2 separate regions of the Mus musculus genome follow, and region 1 is linked to region 2. The links are chromatin contacts, called in public HiChIP or PLAC-seq maps. All regions are on one chromosome and are shown on one strand. The core of a region is the stretch at or near the end of the contact, and the rest is flanking DNA. Distances in the headings are between cores, read along the strand shown. Region 1 has its middle 9.0 kb from the start of Gm11728. Region 2 holds the start of Prcd (photoreceptor disc component).

Region 1 (3,322 bases), core at 378-2,877, 370 kb after region 2:
GCAAAATAATTACACAAGGTTGTTGTACCAAGCCTCAAAGTTCCAGGGCGTTTGTTACTGGGGTGGTAGGCTATGATAAGATGCTCTGCTGGTTTTTATTTGACTTCTCTCTTGCTTCTTCTTGCTTTTTGCCTCAGTCAGTCTGGATATCTTTCTACATCCCTTTTGGCTTAAAAATAGCCCTCTGTAGGGTCCTTCTCTCTAACCTCACAAAAGCCATTCTCTCTGATCCTGCATTCAGAGAGATAGCATCTTGGCAGGTGCAAGGCAGGGAAGGGGCTGTGGGTTGTCAGCATGCCAGGGCCCCAGGGCCGAGGGTGCTAATTGTCACCTCCTCCCCCTCCTTGAGGCCCATCCCTGAGCCCTCTCTGGATCAGCTGCTATTTGCACCAAGTTGCAAACCTGGTATGCATACAGTTATCCTGTTTCCCACCAGAGCCTCGTACAGTCAGCCAGTAAGTAAGACAGAACAGCACACGATTCCATGCTCTGGAATTTAAACAGCTGCTACCACCTCTCTCAAAACATTGTGTTTTGCAAGTAGCCAGCCCATATTTTAATTTCAGTCTCTCTGTTCTTTCTAGCTTTTATCACGCACCAGAGATTTCTGTGCAAACACAACTACATCTCCGGTGCATCTCTGACAGGCTCGACAATCCCTCTGCTTCCTTGCCTGGTACTGATGGAGCCTTCCTTATCCCTGCCTCCTCAGGAGTCTATAAATAGAGATCACACACACACACACACACACACACACTCACTCACTCACACTCACACGGGAAGTTCGAATGCTGCAGAACTGCTCAGCTTAAGAGAACTGTGGGTGTAACCCTCTGACTTCAGGGTTCCCTTGCCCCTGTGGCAGCTGGCAGTTGCTGGTTTCTTCAGTCACCTACCTCCACCACCCTCGGGGACCATGGAAGACCACAAGGACAGAGGCAGATCCTGCCTGTGCAAACTCAGCTCCTGCAGCACAAGCTATCATCAGCTTTCTCTTCTGTCAATGTTTCTCCTTAGACGCCTCCAGCTAGAATACAGACCATCGCTTGGGGGTTGGGGTGTGAGCAGTTAAACCATCCTTTTGTAATTCTTTACTGTACACACTGTGAGCAGTCTACTCTACCCATGGGAAGCTTGGCTTTGGGCCTATGGTGACAGAGCAGGCAGGGGGCTGAGTAATTGGGCACAGCCTCTTGCAGATCTGCCTGCCACAGTGAGCAGGGGGCTCCCTGAGTAACTCTGGGTCCAGTGAGGAGCAGGCCTAGACCCCACCTATAGTTTGAGGATTGCTGCGGCTCCTTTTACTCCAGAGAGGATTAAACAAAGTCTCTCTGGCCCAGCCCTGCCACTGAGAAAGGACGGCTCACTGTTGTGTGAGCCCTTACTGAGTGTGGAGTTGTCTGTTAAGTGAGGATCGAGGTGTCCTAGTTAGGTTTTTATCAGGCTGACACAAGCAAGCTCATCTGGGAATAGGGAACCTCAGTTGAGAAAAATGCCTTTACCAGATGATCTGATAGGCAAGTCTGTGGGGCGTTTTCCTGATTAATGATTGATGTGGGAGGGCCCAGCCCCTTGTGGGCGGTGCCATCCCCAGAAGATGGTCCTGAGTGGTGGAAGAAAAGCTGACTGAGCAAGCCATAGAGACAAGCCAGTAAGCAGCACCGCTCTGTGGTCTCTGCTTCAGCTCCTGCCTGGATCTCCCTCCAGGATGAACTGAAAGGTGAACTAAGCCCTCTGCCTCCCTGAGTTGTTTTGGTCTCGGGCTTTATCCCAGGATGGAGGACAGTTGGCCAGAAGAGGGCCCAGGCTTCTAGACTGGCTCTCTCCTGAGCTGTTCTTTGGATGCAAAACTAGCAGACTAGCATTGCTGATCCTCCTTAAAGAAGAGCATGACTCAGAGTAGCTTTATAGGAGTGAGAATCCTGTTTCCCTGCTTTCCCCAGGATCCTTAGCAAATAAGCACCTTCATCCACTCAGTATGACAGTAAAGAGGCTAGACTCAGTGAGTAGAGTGCTCGTCTATTGCGCACAAAGCCCTCGGTTCTATTCCTAGCACCTCATAAAACAGATGTGGCGACGCATAGCTGCAATCTCCACTTAGGAAGTGGAGGCAGGAGGGTCAAAACTTCAAGGTCATTCTCAACTGTCACAATAAATTCTAGGTCTGTCGGGGACACAGAAGACCCCGTGTCCTGGGGGTACATAAGACCCTGTATCTTGGCTAGGTTTTTATTGTCAACTTGACATCAATCAGTTAACTACCTCAATCAGATTGGCCTGTGGCCATGTCTGTAACAGTTTGTCTTGAGTGATGACTGATATGGGATCGTCCAGCCTACTGTGGGCGGCAACAACCTTAGGCAGGTGGTTCTGGGCTGTGCTAGCTATCTGAGCATCGGTCTGTGAGCAGGCAGTGAGCAGAGTCCATGCACGGGTTCTGCTACAGTTCTGACTTTCTTCAATGAAGGACTCTGACCAGAAGTGCAAGTTGAAGTAACCCTTTCCCTTCCCTAAGTTACTCTTGGTCATGGTGTTTATCATAGCAACAGAAAGCAAACCAGAGAACCCTACCTCAACAGAGTGAGGCGAGCCCAGAACGCTCTGCTGAAGTCAACTGCTCAATAGTAACAGGCTCAAGGCCGAGCCTCTGGCCTCAACACCCAGAGTTAGCCAACTGCTAGTGAATGAAATCATACCAGTACTTAGGCAAACGTGACAGAGACCCACCCTCGGAAACCTGGCCCTGGAGTGGCTGGCCAGCTGCAGAGGTGCTGATTCAGACTGGTTTTGAAAGCAAAGCTTGAAGCCTGAGTATCTGGGACTCCCTGAGGGTATATGAACATATACATGTACATATACATATACATATACATATACATATACATATACATATACATACGCAGTGAGCTGAATCCTCAAATCACCCAGGTAATCAATATTCAACTACTGTGCTCCAGGGCAAAGCATCGACTCACTACCAGCCATCACTAGGCAACGAGAAACTTAGACACCGTCCTCACCCAAGACAGCAGGACAGATCAGGAGACTGGGTCTGCGAATGTGTTTTGAGAGTAACTGAAGGAGGGACCCACCCTGCATGTGGTAACACCATTCAGTAGGTTGGGGACATGAATGGAACAAAAGGTTCTGGGTGGAGGGGAAAGCCTGCTCGTGTAAGTATGATATTGCTGTGGAGACACACCATGACCAAGGTGACTTATAACACAAGGCATTTAATTGGAGGCTTGCTTACAGTTTCACAGACTGAGTCTATGACCATCATGGTAAGGGAACATGGCAGCAGGGAGGCGTGGTGCTGGAG
Region 2 (3,453 bases), core at 940-3,439:
GGAGCCGGAAGTCCTGAGTAAGGCACCGGACAGTGAAGACATTTGTCACCATCGAGAGTTCAGTTTGAGAACCAGAAGGCAGATCCTTCATCTCCTTCTTAGACTGCTCAGGGAGAGGTGACACTGGGACAGAGGGGAGGAGTGCAGTCTTGAGAGACCCAGAACCCTCACCCTGCCAGCAGTTGCTCAGACCTGGCTGTAGACAGCAGGGACCCTGAGACCACAGAGGGCCTGCCTGGTCCTGACACAGATAAGTGCACTGTCTCTGGTTCTCCTCAAGGCTCCCAGCTCAAGATGAGGAGGAGCCCTGCTGCCCAGGAAGTGAGTGGCTCTCCTCTTCAGCTTGGGTCCCTGTTGATTTAAAATCTTTAAAGGTATTTGCCTCACAAAACTTGATGATCTGAAGAGTTCCGGCCCTAGGACCCACGGGGTGGAAGGAAGAGATTGACTCTTTTTTTTTTTTTTTTTTAAAGATTTATTTATTTATATGTAAGTACACTGTAGCTGTCTTCAGACACTCCAGAAGAGGGCGTCAGATCTTGTTACGGATGGTTGTGAGCCACCATGTGGTTGCTGGGATTTGAACTCCGGACCTTCAGAAGAGCAGTCGGGTGCTCTTACCCACTGTGCCATCTCACCAGCCCGAGATTGACTCTTACAAGCTGTCCTTTCTCACACACACACACACACACACACACACACACACACACACACACACACACACACTAATAACAAAAAAATTTTAAATTTAAAAAACACAGACTTGAAGGTTCAGTCACAGAGGGTTAACAAGAACCTTTATAGGCCCAGCAGGCTGCTCCCTGGAGCTCAGGGTTGGGGTGTCTGATGTTACTCCTGGCCAGGAGACATTACCTCCCACCTTGTTTAGGAAGGAAAACTGAAGGTCCTGGAGAGGTGATGGCCCAGGTGGGTTTAGGTCCCAGCATCACTCAGCCCTTGTCTCAGCCCTGTGTTGCTGACTCAAGCCCTACTGCCCAAGGCAGCTAGTTGCCCAGGAGGTCCAGGTGGGATGTGCAAAGAGTATTTCTATCGATTCTCAACTTCTCCTCTGACTGTTGTATCTCCATAACATAGGATTATATTGGTACAGTAGTCTAGTATATAATTGATAAGCTTATAATTTGTATCTAAATTACATAAGATTGTTATATAAGATAGAATTTATAGTTCTGTCTGTGTGCACACCTCGACTCTGCCTTTTACTGCAAAGGGAGTGTAATTAGGAAAGCTCAGAAGGTGCAGGGGAGGCCTGGTGCACGCGCACGCATGCACACACACACACACACACACACACACACACACGCACACACACACGCACACACACATGTGCACGCACACACTCTCACACACATGCACATACTCTCACACACACGCACACACGTGCTCGAGCACACACACACACACACTCACACACACACACACACACACACACACACACACACACACACGCTCTACTCTCTGGTCCTCCTGGTCCCATCATCCATCTCTTCTCCTCTCTGCCATTCTCTCCTGCCTTGGCTGCGACAGTGCAACTCCCCTGCCTCGCAGCCTCGGTCCCTGAAGACTGGCAAGCTTTCATGTCAGCAGCCCGGCAGAGTTGGCTGAGGGCCCGTCCTTCTCTGGCACCTGCACGTTCAGACACCTCCTGTGATAGCTCACTCTTTCTCTCCCGTATGGGAGACTGAACTTAGGGCCTTGGAACCCCAGGCAAGTACTCTGCTACAGAGTTATCGCCTCAGAGCTCTTTGAGACACTCTCATTAGGTTTCCCAGGCTGGCCTCAGAGCTCTCTGGAGCTCAGCCAGGCTTTGAACTTGAGGTGCTCCTCCCCTCCCCAGTGGCTTACAGGTCTTTGTCACCGGGCCAAGGCCCCAGATCCTCTTTGAAGCTATCCTTGATGCTTCTAAGTCCTCAAGTGCTCTGCAGGTACATTTAACAGTGTATGGAAGTAGCTCACTTAGCTCGATTGCACTACGTGCCTTGATGCCAAAGCCCGGATAGTAGTGAATGTTCTGGGTAGAACATTCTGGAGGGGCACTCAGGGTTACCTGGCATGCCTTGAAGGAGGCTGACTTACTCTGCCACTAGAGGGGAGATCTTGGGCCTGGTGAGTTTAATCTCTCTTCACAAGGTCAGGTCTGCCCACTCCACTAATCAGCTTGAACGTCCTAATCCCTTCCCAGGAACTTCAGGAAACACAGCGGTGGCTTGGGAGAGGTAGGCTGGCCATTGTGGCTCCCCGGCCCTGTGGCCTTCTTCAGCGGAGTTGGTCGTCGGTGGGGATGGGGCAGCTGAGCCATGTGCACCACCCTCTTCCTGTTCAGCTTGGCCATGCTGTGGCGCCGTAGATTTACCAACCGAGTGGAACCGTGAGAAACTGATGGGGCTGTGGATTGGGGTCGTGGGTGGGAGGGACCACCAGGGAGAGTTACAGACAAGCTGGTCTGGAAAGGAATTCAAAGGACACCCTGGAGGGGTCCCTCTTGGAGCTAGTGGTGTGGGTTGGAGCAGCCAGTGCTGTGCTGCTGGACTGTGGTAAAGGGGTGGGGCAGGGGCTGAGCACTGCCTACAGGTTCTCTTGCCTGCTCTTCCCTTCCAGAGAGCCCAGCAGAGTGGACGGGACAGTCGTGGGCAGCGGCTCAGACACAGACCTTCAATCTACCGGCAGGTGAAAGAGAGTCAGGAGTGGGGAAAGTAGTGCTAAGGAAACTATTGGTGTGTGCGCCTGTGTTTGTGTGCGCATGCGCGCACAGGCACTCAAATACCGAGTTCTAGCCCTAGCCCTAGCCCTCACCAGTCACTCCTTGTGTAGTGGGCAGGTTAGGTGGCAGAGGGAGTCCTTGCTCCTCTTTTCTGAACCAATGCTGTGTGGCTTTGCTTCTGTGATGTGAGTGTGGGGCAGTCCCCAGGAGGACCTTCTGTTGGAGGAGCAGGGAGCAGAGGGAGGAGGCAGGAGCCACTCTGGGTCGATTTGCTGCTCTCTTGTCCTTGGCCCTCCTCCTCCTCCTTCCTCTGCCACGGACGGGCTCTGCAGCTCCGTTGCCTGAACCTCCAGCAGGATTCGCTGTCCAGTCCCCAATAGAAGGCGCAGGAGGTGCATGACGTCATCGACACTAAGTGTCATTGGCTGGGCTGCCCCTGCGGGCAGGACGCTGTCTCCAATGGCCTGAAAGTTAACTCTTCCTTAGGTTGCAGCCATGTGGCCTTTGGGGAGGCAAAGTTGTGCATTCTTCCTGACTTTTCCTTCCCTGGTTTTCCAGAGTCTCCACGCCCGTCAAGACACTACAAAAGTGTCAATTTAGTACCTATGTGTAAGGTTATGTCCCGTGGACTCCCTAGCATGGGCAGGATCCCAAGATCAACTCTCACTTTTAGTGAAAACAAAGGGCAAAAAAGATCTCCCGGGCCTTCAGGATTTGGGGCCCACAGGAGG

The links. HiChIP or PLAC-seq counts read pairs in DNA pulled down with a chosen protein or histone mark.
Region 1: an H3K27ac HiChIP or PLAC-seq map of T-cell acute lymphoblastic leukemia shows a contact between it and region 2, with 5 times the contacts expected there. The contact joins the enhancer-like site here to the promoter of Prcd in region 2. A contact is called at or near these places in 4 of 39 promoter capture datasets (cranial neural crest, embryonic stem cells and stem cell-derived epiblast-like cells), 2 of 15 datasets of contacts at CTCF or cohesin (embryonic stem cells and large pre-B cells), 18 of 484 Hi-C or Micro-C datasets (B cells, the BV-2 cell line, the G1E-ER4 cell line and 10 more), 12 of 115 datasets of contacts at active chromatin or transcription factors (T-cell acute lymphoblastic leukemia, bone marrow-derived macrophages, embryonic basal ganglia and 8 more) and 2 of 9 other capture datasets (adipose tissue and embryonic stem cells).

What each region holds. Positions count from the first base shown.
Region 1 is chr11:117,029,889-117,033,210 of GRCm38.p6, forward strand. No RefSeq gene overlaps it. Among named protein-coding and RNA genes, the nearest start is that of Gm11728, 9.0 kb to the right of the region's middle. Within about 2 kb of position 1,628, at least 45 of the 459 cell types and tissues checked have an H3K27ac peak or open chromatin away from gene starts, as enhancers often do. A contact at or near this core is called in the G1E-ER4 cell line, T-cell acute lymphoblastic leukemia and cerebral cortex, where this site is marked.
Region 2 is chr11:116,654,919-116,658,371 of GRCm38.p6, forward strand. Prcd (photoreceptor disc component) reads left to right here and starts at 2,190. Exons shown (of 5, transcript NM_001163318.1): 1 at 2,190-2,389; 2 at 2,620-2,688. The coding sequence starts at 2,319.